Regions from separate parts of the Macaca mulatta genome. Here region 1 is linked to region 2. A link is a contact called in public Hi-C data. All regions are on one chromosome and are shown on one strand. Each heading gives the region's core, a stretch centred on a gene start, on an enhancer-like site or on the middle of the called end of the contact. The rest is flanking DNA. Distances are from core to core; before and after follow the strand shown. Region 1 holds the start of LOC106999240. Region 2 holds the start of UBL7 (ubiquitin like 7).

Region 1 (5,836 bases), core at 3,312-5,811, 160 kb after region 2:
GGGGGCCACAGGGACCCTGGCCCTTCCTTCACCTCCAGCGCTGTCCCTAGCCACCCCGAGCATATGCCTCCCAGGCAACACCCTGCATCCTTCCAGGGGTACCATTCAGAGACATCTCTGTTCAACACCGCAGCCTTGCTGGGGACTCCATTTCCCTTCCTCTGGGTGCCCCAGACCCCGGCAGGCCTCCCTGAGAATATGGCACCAGATGTGGACACCGGCTCTGCGCATTCTGGAGCTTTCAGCCTGCTAAGGAGATCTTGGTAGCTCAGGGGACCTCCTTTCAGCTACAGAAAGCCCAGGAAGAAGGAGTGGGGGAGGACAGGGCCTCACTTTCTGCTTCAGGACCAGCTGAGTCCCAGCTCATGCTCTCGCCTCTGCAGCACAAGGGCTTGCTCCGAAAGGGCCTCCAGCACTGCCCGAAGATGGTTGGCCAGCTCGGCCCTCTGCCGCCTGCTTTCTGCCAGCTGCTCCCACTGGTCCTTCTCTGACTGCCTCCAGTCCTGCTCGGGGGCCCTGTTGGAGCACCTGCCAGGGAGAGCGGAGCCAGACTTCAGCCCGGGGCCAAGGGAGCTGCCGTGCCCAACTTCCCTATGCTCACCTGCACCCTTCAGTGGGGCTTGGTGGGCAGACATGGTCCAATGCCCCAAGGAAATAGGAGCTCTGGAGACAGCGGGCAGGGCTGGGCATCAAGTCCATAGGCTCTGCCTCAGTGGGCCCTGAGAGCAGGACAGATCGGGGCAGTCCTGGCTTCCCAAAGCACCAGGCTCTGAGGCCTCTTCTCAGACTCAGAATTGAGGCAGTGTGGCTGAGCACGCACTAAAACCCTTCAACCCTGATCCTCTGGCCCGAAAGTCTCCTGGTGATTGGAACTTCACTAAACACCAGCCTCAACTCCACTAAAGAGTTCTCAATTCCCTGTGGTTTCCATGAGCTGTGGGTGCTGCCAGGGGTGGCCACTTGCTAAATAAACACAAACCCCATTATCCTCACAGCAGCAGGTCTGGGGAGGTGCAGCAGGCACTCCTGAAGGGAAGCCAGTGCCCAAGTTTGGCAGGGAGTCCCGTGAGGAGCTGCAATTCCCACCCAACACCGTCTGCACCAGAGCCCCATTCCCCCTTCCAGTGTGGGAGTCTGGAAATGGCAGGGAAGCATTTGGGGGACCCCACAGTTTAGCTATGATGTGGGTGTCAGAGCCTTTAAGTCAAGTCACTGCTCAGGTACCTCTCTGCCTTCCATAGCTTCAGCTGTAAGATGGAGGCCCTGACGGATCTCTCACCCACCAGCTTGGTGAGGGAGGTCAGAGGGTAGACAGGGGCTGTTCTGCCACTGTTGCCATCCCTACACCCCTCACCATCACCCTCCTCACCTCTAGGGTCTGGGCCCAAGTCCACTGCCTCCCGACTCCCAACCCTGGGCATGAGGCACCCTGCCCAGGCTCTGAAAGTACACAGGCGTTGTCTTCACCTAAGCAGTGGGTACACCTGGCACCTCTACCACCCCCACCCTGACCTCCCCACTCCTCACATTCCCAGGCCTTCTCCACTCAGGATGGCACCATCGCCCACCAGGCCTTCTCCCCACTGGACAGCTTGACTCTCCTCTCCCCTTACTCCAGGCCCAGGCTCCTGCAGCCCCTCCAAAATTGCCTCCCCTCCAAAATATCACTGCCACACAAGGCTTCTCTAAGATGGACCATGAAGACTGGCCCTGCCCCCACCTCCCGTACTGGGCACAGTTCCCACAATGCCACTGTGCCTAGGCACTGTCTTGCCAGTCAGTAGTGATGGGTTTTCCATGGCAGCCCCCTGCCCTTAGTGAGAACCTGAGCTGTGCCCAGCTTGGTCTGGGAGGGGCTCATGGTCCACAGAATGGAGTGCACATGCAGGCCAGATTGTCCTGAGCAGGGGGGCAGGCCAGGGCAGCCCCAGGAAGGCTTTCCAGGGAGGTGACCCTGGGGCCAAGGCTCAGAGGTGAATCAACTGCCTCCAGAGAAGTCACAGTCAGATGAGGCAGACAGAGGAGAGAGTAAGGACAATAGGACAAGGAGGGCATCAGAGCAGCTGGGCCTGGCAGGCAGTGAGCTGAGCCCTAAGCTCAGTGGAAGTGGAGGTGGGGGGCAAAAGGGAGACCAAGAGGGGTGAGAAGAGCTGTGGGGTTTGGGAGGATGCAGGGCAGCGGCACCTCCCCAGGTGCCCTTGAGATATGCTGCAGTCCTCACCTCCACAGAGGCTGAGGACTGAGACAGGAGCTTGGGCCTGAGGGGCAGGGGAGGTGCAGCAAGCCTCTTCTGGGGTGGGGATGGGAGAGGAGGAGTTACCCAAACCTCACCTGGGGGCACATCTTTCTCCAAGTGTCTGAAAGCTGTGAAAGCCACAAAAGAATGAAACTCTAAGGGTAGAATGCCAGGCAGGATGGCCTCCAGGCTGCAAAGTGTGGAGAGGGAGAGAGCTGGGAGATAGCTTCTTTTCCACCTCAGAAAAAGAGAGTTGCTTCGTGACTGGGAGGCAGGGACTCCTGGATTCTTAATGGTAGGCAGTTTGGTAGGAAGGTGACTAACTTACCCCATCAGAGCCTGGAGCTCAGGGCAGGGCTGGGGACAGGAGCTTCTCTGAGAACATCCATTCCTCAGGGCTGGTATCCTGGAGCCATGGAAACTCAGGCAACACTAAGTGGTGGGAGGAGGAGACACCACAGAGGCCTCCCACCTCATCTGAGCTGATGAAACCCTGGGATGGAACCTGGCTAGTGTGGCTGAGGCCATGGGGACCAGGCAGGAATGGCATCTCAGACAGCCTGGGATTTTTCAAAATCTTCAGCTTTTGAGGTAGGACCTTATGGGGCAGGACCTCAGCAGCTGATCTGGGTCACCCCCTGTACACCGAAGCGGCTCCTGACTTTCTTTTTTGAGATGGAGTTTCGCTGTTTTGCCCAGGCCGCAGTGAAGTGGCCTGATCTCGGCTCACTGCAATCTCTGCCCCCCGGGTTCAAGTGATTCTCCCACCTCAGCCTCCCCAGCAGCTGGGACTACAGGCGCGTGCCACCACGTCCAGCTAATTTTTGTATTTTTAGCAGAAATGGGGTTTCGCCATGTTGGCCGGGCTGGTCTCGAACTCCTGACCTCAGGTGATCCATCCACTTCAGCCTCCCAAAGTACTGGGATTACAGGCGTGAACAACCGTGCCTGGCAGATTTTTTAATTGTTTTTTGAGACAGGGTCTCGCTCTGTCGCCCAGGCTGGAGTGCGGTGGTGTGATCACAGCTCATTGCAATCTCAACCCCCTGAGATCAAGCGATCCTCCTGCTTCAGTCCGCTGCAAGGGGCTGGAACTACAGGCACGCGCCACCAAGTCCGGCTAATTTTTGTAATTTTTTGGAAGGGGACCTAGTTTTGAATTAGCGTCTATTGTTTACTTCCGGTAGCCGTGGTGGAGCTGGCAGAGATTTGGGGGATACTAAACACCCCTACAAATCATGCTGTGAGATCCCCCGTTTCAGGGAGAGCCGCTGGCGAAGGACTTGAAGCACAGTCGCAGCTTGGAAGGGGGGCCCCCCTGCGACAGCGTCCCGCGTCAGGGGCGGGCCCAGCCCCGCGGGGGAGTGGGTATGGGCTGGGCAGCGGCTGGCCGGCCGGTGGGGAGCCCCACGGTGGTGGGGAAACCCTTGGCGCCCCCGCGGAGCGGTCCCGAAGAGGGGGCGGTGCCTGGAGGGATGGTCCGCCCCGACTGAGGATTTCTAGCCCTCGCGTGGCGTGGGGACAATTAGGCGCCACGCCCTGTCGCTCTGCTGCACGACGCTCGCGAGGCCGGGGACGCCACTCCCAGACCGGGAGGGACGCGCACGCTCACAGTGAGGTCTCTCAAAAGAGCCCCACCTCAGTTTTCTCATCTGCAAAGTAGGGCCTCGTAATCCTGCCCGACCTGGCGCGGGACAGTAGGTGTCAGGGATTTTGGTGACCTCACGCTCGAGGCCTCTGCCAAACGGGGCTGTCCAGTGGCCCGGAGATGCGGCTGGCGGGGGTTTTGTCTGGAGGGGGAGTCTTAACGGAGAGGCCACGCAGGCTGGCAGGAAGCTGCTCCACCGGAGGGGGCTCAAGGAGAGGGGATCTCCTCCCCGCCAGACCCCGGCCCCGCCGACAGGCCCCGCCAGAGTAGCACTAGGGTGTCTTCCCAGCAACTGCCCAGCACGCACTGGCTAGCTGGGAGCCCCACCACGGCTTTCGAAAAACCCGCACACACCAAGACAATGTGTCGTTCGCTCGTTTCGCGCAAGCGGAGTCGCGTCCGCCTTCCCGAGCCCCAGCGCACAGACCTCAGGCCGCTCTCGCGCTCTCCGGGGCCCCGAGAACAATGCCCGTCCTCTCCGCGCGCAGAAGGGAGTTGGCGGACCACGCGGGGTCGGGGCGACGGAGCGGGCCCAGCCCCGCGGCCGGGTCGGGGCCCCACGTCTCGGCTCTGAGAGCCCAGCCGGCCCGGGCCGCGCACCTGTCAGGTCGGGGAACCTACGTGCGCCGCGACACGGCGGGAGGCGGGCCGGGCCGGGCCCGTCCCCTCGACCCTCCCGGAACTAGTCTCCGAGGCCGCGGCGCCCACCGGAGCGGAGAGGGCTGGTGTCCCGGAGCCTTCGAGTCGGGGGCTAGAGCGGCCAGGCCTCCGAGCCGGGTCGAGCCGGGGCTCGCGACGCCTGCGTCACGCGAGGGGGCGGGGCCGCCACGGGCGGAGGTCGCAGCCGGAAGCGGAAGAAGCGCTCGGAGCGGGGAGTGGGGCCTAGCTGCAGCCGGAGCCTGGGAGACGGTAAGTGTGGGCTGGGGCCCGCGGCGGCGACAGCGGTGGCGGCGGCCGGGGGTGAGTCGGCGGGGCAGGCGCGCTGGTGCCATTCGGTCTCGGCTTACTCCCTTTCTTTCTCCTCTTCGGCCCACCTCGGGCCGCAGCCTCGACCTCTCACCCCTGACCCGCTGCTTCTGCCCCGGAGGGCGGTCACTGCGGACCCTGACCTCGATTCCGCGGTGTTGAAGGCGGAGCCTGAACGGTCTCTGGGGCCGCTCAAGAGTCCAGTTTAGGCTTTGTGCCTGCCCGCGGAATGGGGTCGGGTCCGACGTGGAATAGCCAGAGACCCTTCAGACACCTCCCCTACCCCTGGCTTCAGACTTGGTCCACAGACGACTCCTCCCTTGGCGGCCTGGAGTTTGATTCTGGCCCAGTTCGGCTTTGCCTCTGCCCCCGGGATTCCCCTCGGCGCCACTGGTGGCGGTTACAGGAGAGGGGACTCTGAGACCCCTGGGACCTGGCGCGGCAGGAAGGGACGCGAACTATAGCGCAGGCCCCCTTGTGTGTTTTGTTGTGGTGATGGAGCCGCTCCAGCCCGGGGGATGGGCTGGGCCAAGCTGACAGTACAAATCCCCTGGCTGCTCCTCCGTCCTGCTGGGAGTCTCTAGCTTTAGTTCCGGGTGTGGGTGCCCTGATGTGGAGCTGGGGTGGAAATTGCCTGAACCAGGCCCCCAGCAGAGGCGGAGTTGGCGGCCTTCCAGCTTCCCTCCTTGATGTCCTTGAAAAGAAGAAGCGTTTCACCCGTTGGTGGTGGAGGCTTGCTAGGTGGCAGGTTTGAGGTTGCAGTGGTAGGGCAGTGCCAGCCAAAAATAACCATGGGTGCTGGGGTGGCTGGAATCTGGGAGGGCAGCCGCTGACCTGGCTGGCTGCACTTCTAGTCAGCCCAGTTCTCTGGCCAGGAACAGCAAATGAGAAGCCGACAAGGCCTGTACTCAAAGTTGACATCCCTGGCTTGGTTTCCTTCACATCACCATTTTCCTTATTGTGCAGAGCAGAGCTTCCCAAAGCAT
Region 2 (5,018 bases), core at 894-3,393:
CTATAGCCCCCAAGCGAGTATTCTCCCAGTTCTGTCTCTGGCAACCGAAGAATAGACTTTGGAGCAAGTGGCTGGTCAGCCAGCTTCACCGCCAAGTGCCAGTCTGAGAGAGACATCCTCTCTCTTTCGCGCTCTCTCTTTCTCCCTGTAAAAGAACAAAGCCTCAGTGGTTAAAAGACAGACCACCACCCTACTCCACCCCCACCCACCAAAGGGTTGAATAAAAGACAATTCAATGTGACACTGTTGAAGAAGCACAGGGTGCACCATCAGGAGGCCAGAACTAGAATCTGGGGTTCTCTCTCTACTCATACTGTGATGGACAGCTCTCTAGGCCTCAGTTTCTTCATCCCTAATGTGGACATAAAAACGCCATCCAACCTAATAGGAATGTTATGAAAGAGATCATCTAACCCTCTCCCTTCTGTATGCTCCTTTTCCCAATTTTCTTCAACTCTTGCTTGAACCAGTAGAACAGCTTTATAACAAGTTCCCTAACTCTTGCCTCTCCCTATCAAATATCTGTGCTGCCACCTAACAACCTATCATTCTAAAACACAGATCTGATCAAGTCACTTCTTTGCTTAGAACTCTTCCAATGTTGGGCTGGGCGCAGTGACTCATGCCTGTAATCCTAGCACTTTGGGAGGTCTAGACAGGCGGATTGCCTGAGCTCAGGCGTTTGAGACGAGCCTGGCCAACATGGTGAAACTCATCTCTACTAAAAATACAAAAATTAGCCGGGCATTAGTAGTGCACACCTGTAGTCCCAGCTACTTGGAAGGCTGAGGTTGCAGTGAGCCAAGATCTCACTTCACTGTACTCCAGCCTGGGTGACATGAGACTCTGTCGCAAAAAATAAATAAATAAAAATAAAAAAAAGCAAGCCAGGGGCGGTGGCTCACACGTGTAATCCTAGCACTTTGGGAGGCCGAGGCGGACGGATCACTTAAGATCAGGTGTTCGAAACCAGCCTGGCCAACATGGTTAAACTACGTCTCTACTATAATAGAAAAAAATTAGCCAGGCGTGGTGGCAGGCGCTTGTAATCAATCTCAGCTACTTGGGAGGCTGAGGCAGGCGAACTGCTTGCATCCGGGAGGCGGAGGTTGCAGTGAGTCCAGGTTGCAGTAAGTCCAGGTTGCAGTGAATCGAGATAGCGCCACTGCCCTCCAGCTTGGGCGACAGAGACTCCGTCCCCGCCTTCCCTCCCCCTCCCCCCAACAAAGACATCTTCCAATGCCTCCAAACCATCTATATAAATTAAGTATAAACTTCATCGCCTGGCTTACAAAACTCCCTACCAGGCTCCTTCCCCAACAGAGCCCTACCCTGCCAGGGGCCTCCACAACATGTAAGTACACACTCATAACAAAGCTCTCCCCTATTTTACACCTCTGCTCATCTAACTCTGCAAGTAATTTCTCTTCCCTTTTTGGCCTCTTAGCAAACTCCTACCGAAACCAACACAGATTCAACAACCTCAGTCCCCTCTCTTTCCTCTGTTGTTCCCACATCCCCTCAGAACAAAAGGGCTACAAATATCTGCCTGCTCCCTCCTCCACCCCAATTCTTGAAGGCCCTTGGAAACAAAAGACTAAAGTTTTCCTCATCCTTGTCCTCATACCTGACATATATGGACCCCAGAAAATAAATCAGAAACTCTTACGGCGGAAGAATCTTGCAAAGCAAGATAAGTTCTTGTTATAGTCATCATTATTGCTTCCAAAGAGACCTCTGGTAGGGAAGAGGAGAGAAAAGGCTGTGAAGCTGCCTAGCAGACCTTAAAGCATCCTGAAGGTACCTTCCACCTCAAGTTTATGCCAGAAGGAGGTCGTTTTATATACCATGTCTCACTTAATCCTCACAACGGTTCCCTGCGGCAGGCATTAGCCACATTTTAAGGATGAGGGAACCAAGACTCCGTAAAGTCACTGGCCCAAGGTCACAGATCGCTAGTAATGGGACAGGGGCACTATCCAGTGGCGACCTCACCGCTCCAGTGGGACCAGCTAATTAGCTGACACACATCGAGCCCGCGATGCCCAGGGACCCAGCGCCCTCACCCGTCCCGCGGAAGGAACCCGGCCGCACTGCCGCCGGTGTAAACACTCACTCTGGCCCTCTAGCCGGAAACCGGAAATTCCGCGCTGCATTCTGGGAGTTGTAGTTCCCGCTGTGGAACCCGCCTCCTTATAAACAGCCTAGTTGCAAAGCTTCCGGTTCTAGGGGAGGGCGTGGCTTCCGCGCTCTTTGAAATGTCCGGCGCCCGGGCTACTTGGTGCTTTCGTTGGAGAGGGTCGCATTTCCAGTCATTCTTCAGCCTGGTGATTCTCGCGCTCCCCTGAGGAGCTTATGAAGTACGTCGGTTCTGCCAGGTTGGAACGCGCTGCTGGACACTCGGCCGTAAGGCGGATCCTGAATCCCCTCCCACTCCGACCCTTCCCTCCAGAAGGACCTGTTCCCAAGAGGCCCCTTAAGACACATCCCAGGGGTTTCCCACGGCCCTCACGATGAAAACTGCTGTCCGCTGGTGCTGGCAGCCTCTTCTGTGCTCCTCGCCGCTGACTTCCTGCGGCGGGCCTACCTGGGGAGGCATACCGGGAACCGGACGATGACGCCCTCCAAAAGTTGGGTCCTTGAGGAGAGCTACTAACTTGGGTTCCTGGTACACTCTCTACATGCAGTGGTGAAGCTTATCTAACAGTCATTCATAGAATCAGTTTGGGGAGGGGAATTTTCGCTGAACGCTCATAGAGAAACTGTGTTTTAGGTAACTGAGAAAGTTCTGCACGGTTAAAATTGAACAGAACTTTTTTTGCACAGAAATTAGGATTGCCAAAAATACTGAAGAAAGACTACCTCTGATTGGACTCTTCTCAAGGAATTTATAATTCAAGAACTAAGGAAAGAAAGAAGTGATTATATGAAAATACTGAAGTTGATTGTAGCAACTGAAGGCTGATCCTGTGTGGGCAAATGTAAACGCTGAATTCCCACATTCCAATGTACGGCCTGGGATTAGGGCAGCAATTGAGCAGGGTAATGTTACTGAGAGCAAACAGATCGCAGGGTCTGAGAAGGCCTAACATTAAAGGCGGATCACCCCTCTGTTCTCATAAGTTATGTGGGGGGTTTTTGAAATGGCTTTCACTGTCTTCAGGGAGTTTATCTTCATGTATGTTGTGGGCGTATTAGGAACCCAAGGGTGTTCCCAAAGTCTCCCTTTCCCATCCTACCCATTTTTAGATACACCCCCTCTTTCAGTAATCCTTCCTAACCAGATCTTTAGACTCCTTCCTTTCCTAAGTTACTTGCACCTGAGCTCCATAATTTATCAAAATTATATATTATGAATACTTTCCTCAGTTCATGATTTTTTTTTTTTTACTCTTAATGGTATAATTTAATCTCATTAAAAAAAAATTTTTTTGAGACGGAATCTTACTCTGTCGCCCAGGTTGGGTTGGAGTGCAGTAGTGGCTGATCTCGGCTCACTGCACCCTCTGCCTCCCGGGTTCAAGCGATTCTCATGCCTCAGCCTCCCGGGGAGCTGGGACTACAGGCACCTGCCACCACGCCCTGCTCATTTTTGTATTTTTAGTAGAGACGGGGTTTCACCACGTTGTCCAGGCTGGTCTCAAACTCGTGACCTCAGGTGATCCACCCGCCTTGGCCTCCCAAAGTGCAGGGATTACAGGCGGGAGCCACCACGCCCAGCCTGATATTTTGTTTTGATGGTTAGTGCCTTTTGTGTCCTATATAAGAAATCTTTGTCTGCCCTCGTTGTGAAGATATTACCCTAGTTTTTCTTCTGTGTTATTTTATCTTTCACATTTAGGTCTATGATTAATTTCACATTAATCTTTGTATATGATAGGAGTTAGACATCAAGATTCTTCTCTTCCATATGGGTGTACAGTTGATCCAGCACTATTTAAAAATTTTCTTCCCACTGAATTTCAGTGGCAGCTTTGTCATAAATCCGGTGACTATATATGTCTGGGTCAATTTTTTACTCTATTCTGTGCCACGGGTGTATTTTTCTGTCATTGTGCCAGTATCACACATCTTGATTTCTACGACTTTAGAGTAGGTCTTGATATCTGCTAGCCTTTTTCCTTTAAGAGGGGCATGGCTGTTCTATCACCAGTAGATGACAATTGTTAACTTTTGTTTTATGCTTCTAAAAGTATAATTTTACTGAATTTTAAATATATGTATTCAACAAAATTTAGATTGCACTGCACATTTGTTTAGTAATCTACATACTTTACTTAGCTTGAATATTTCCCTTGTGCGCAAATATTCTTGAGACTTTTTACTTTGAAATAATTTCAAGTTTACAGTACAGTTGCAAAAATATTACAAAATAATGCCCTCATACCCTTAACCCAAAGTCCTCAGTTGTTAATAGTTTATATTTACCTCATTATTCTTTCTCTCTCACTCTCTCACTATGCATATTGTTCTTTTGTTTTTCCACCCGTTTAAGAGCCAATTACAGACATTACCCTAAGTATTTCATTATTTCCTGAAAACAAGGATGTATTCTATGCCATAGCCACAGTATAACCCAGCAAAATCAAGAAATTAACAAATACAATACTACCATGTAACTTATAATCTCATTCACCTTTCATCAACCATTCCAGTTGGGTAGAGGCTGATTATCTCTCTGCCATTTTCATAAGTTATGTCATAGATTTTCACATCTATCATATCAGTCATTTCTCCAAAGAGCCTTAGTTCCTTTTAGTGAAGAATGAATGGTATTTAGAAGCCAAGTCTGGCTGCTAGGTGTGTTTATTGTTACTGAGATGTCATTATTTCCAGTCTATCTCAGTGACTAGACTTAGCAAATAAATGAATATATTTCTATTAAATATATTTAAATATGTGTGCATATAGATGTGTATGTTATATATACATATGTATGATCTATATATATGTGAACATATATGTGTACACACATATTGAAATATATGTATATATAAAATGTATATATATAAAGAGTT

The links. A called contact is a pair of places that touch in the nucleus more often than the background predicts.
Region 1: a Hi-C map of fetal cortex germinal zone shows a contact between it and region 2, with 3 times the contacts expected there. The contact joins the promoter of LOC106999240 here to the promoter of UBL7 in region 2. A contact is called at or near these places in 5 of 14 Hi-C or Micro-C datasets (blood, fetal cortex germinal zone, fibroblasts and 1 more).

The regions. Positions count from the first base shown.
Region 1 is chr7:52,548,251-52,554,086 of T2T-MMU8v2.0, forward strand. It overlaps LOC106999240, which reads right to left and starts at 4,562. Exons shown (of 7, transcript XR_013395771.1): 1 at 2,565-4,562; 2 at 2,332-2,426; 3 at 334-528. The region is part of intron 1 of CLK3 (CDC like kinase 3); the gene reads left to right.
Region 2 is chr7:52,393,298-52,398,315 of T2T-MMU8v2.0, forward strand. UBL7 (ubiquitin like 7) reads right to left here and starts at 2,144. Exons shown (of 11, transcript XM_015142714.3): 1 at 2,117-2,144; 2 at 1-145. The coding sequence starts at 116.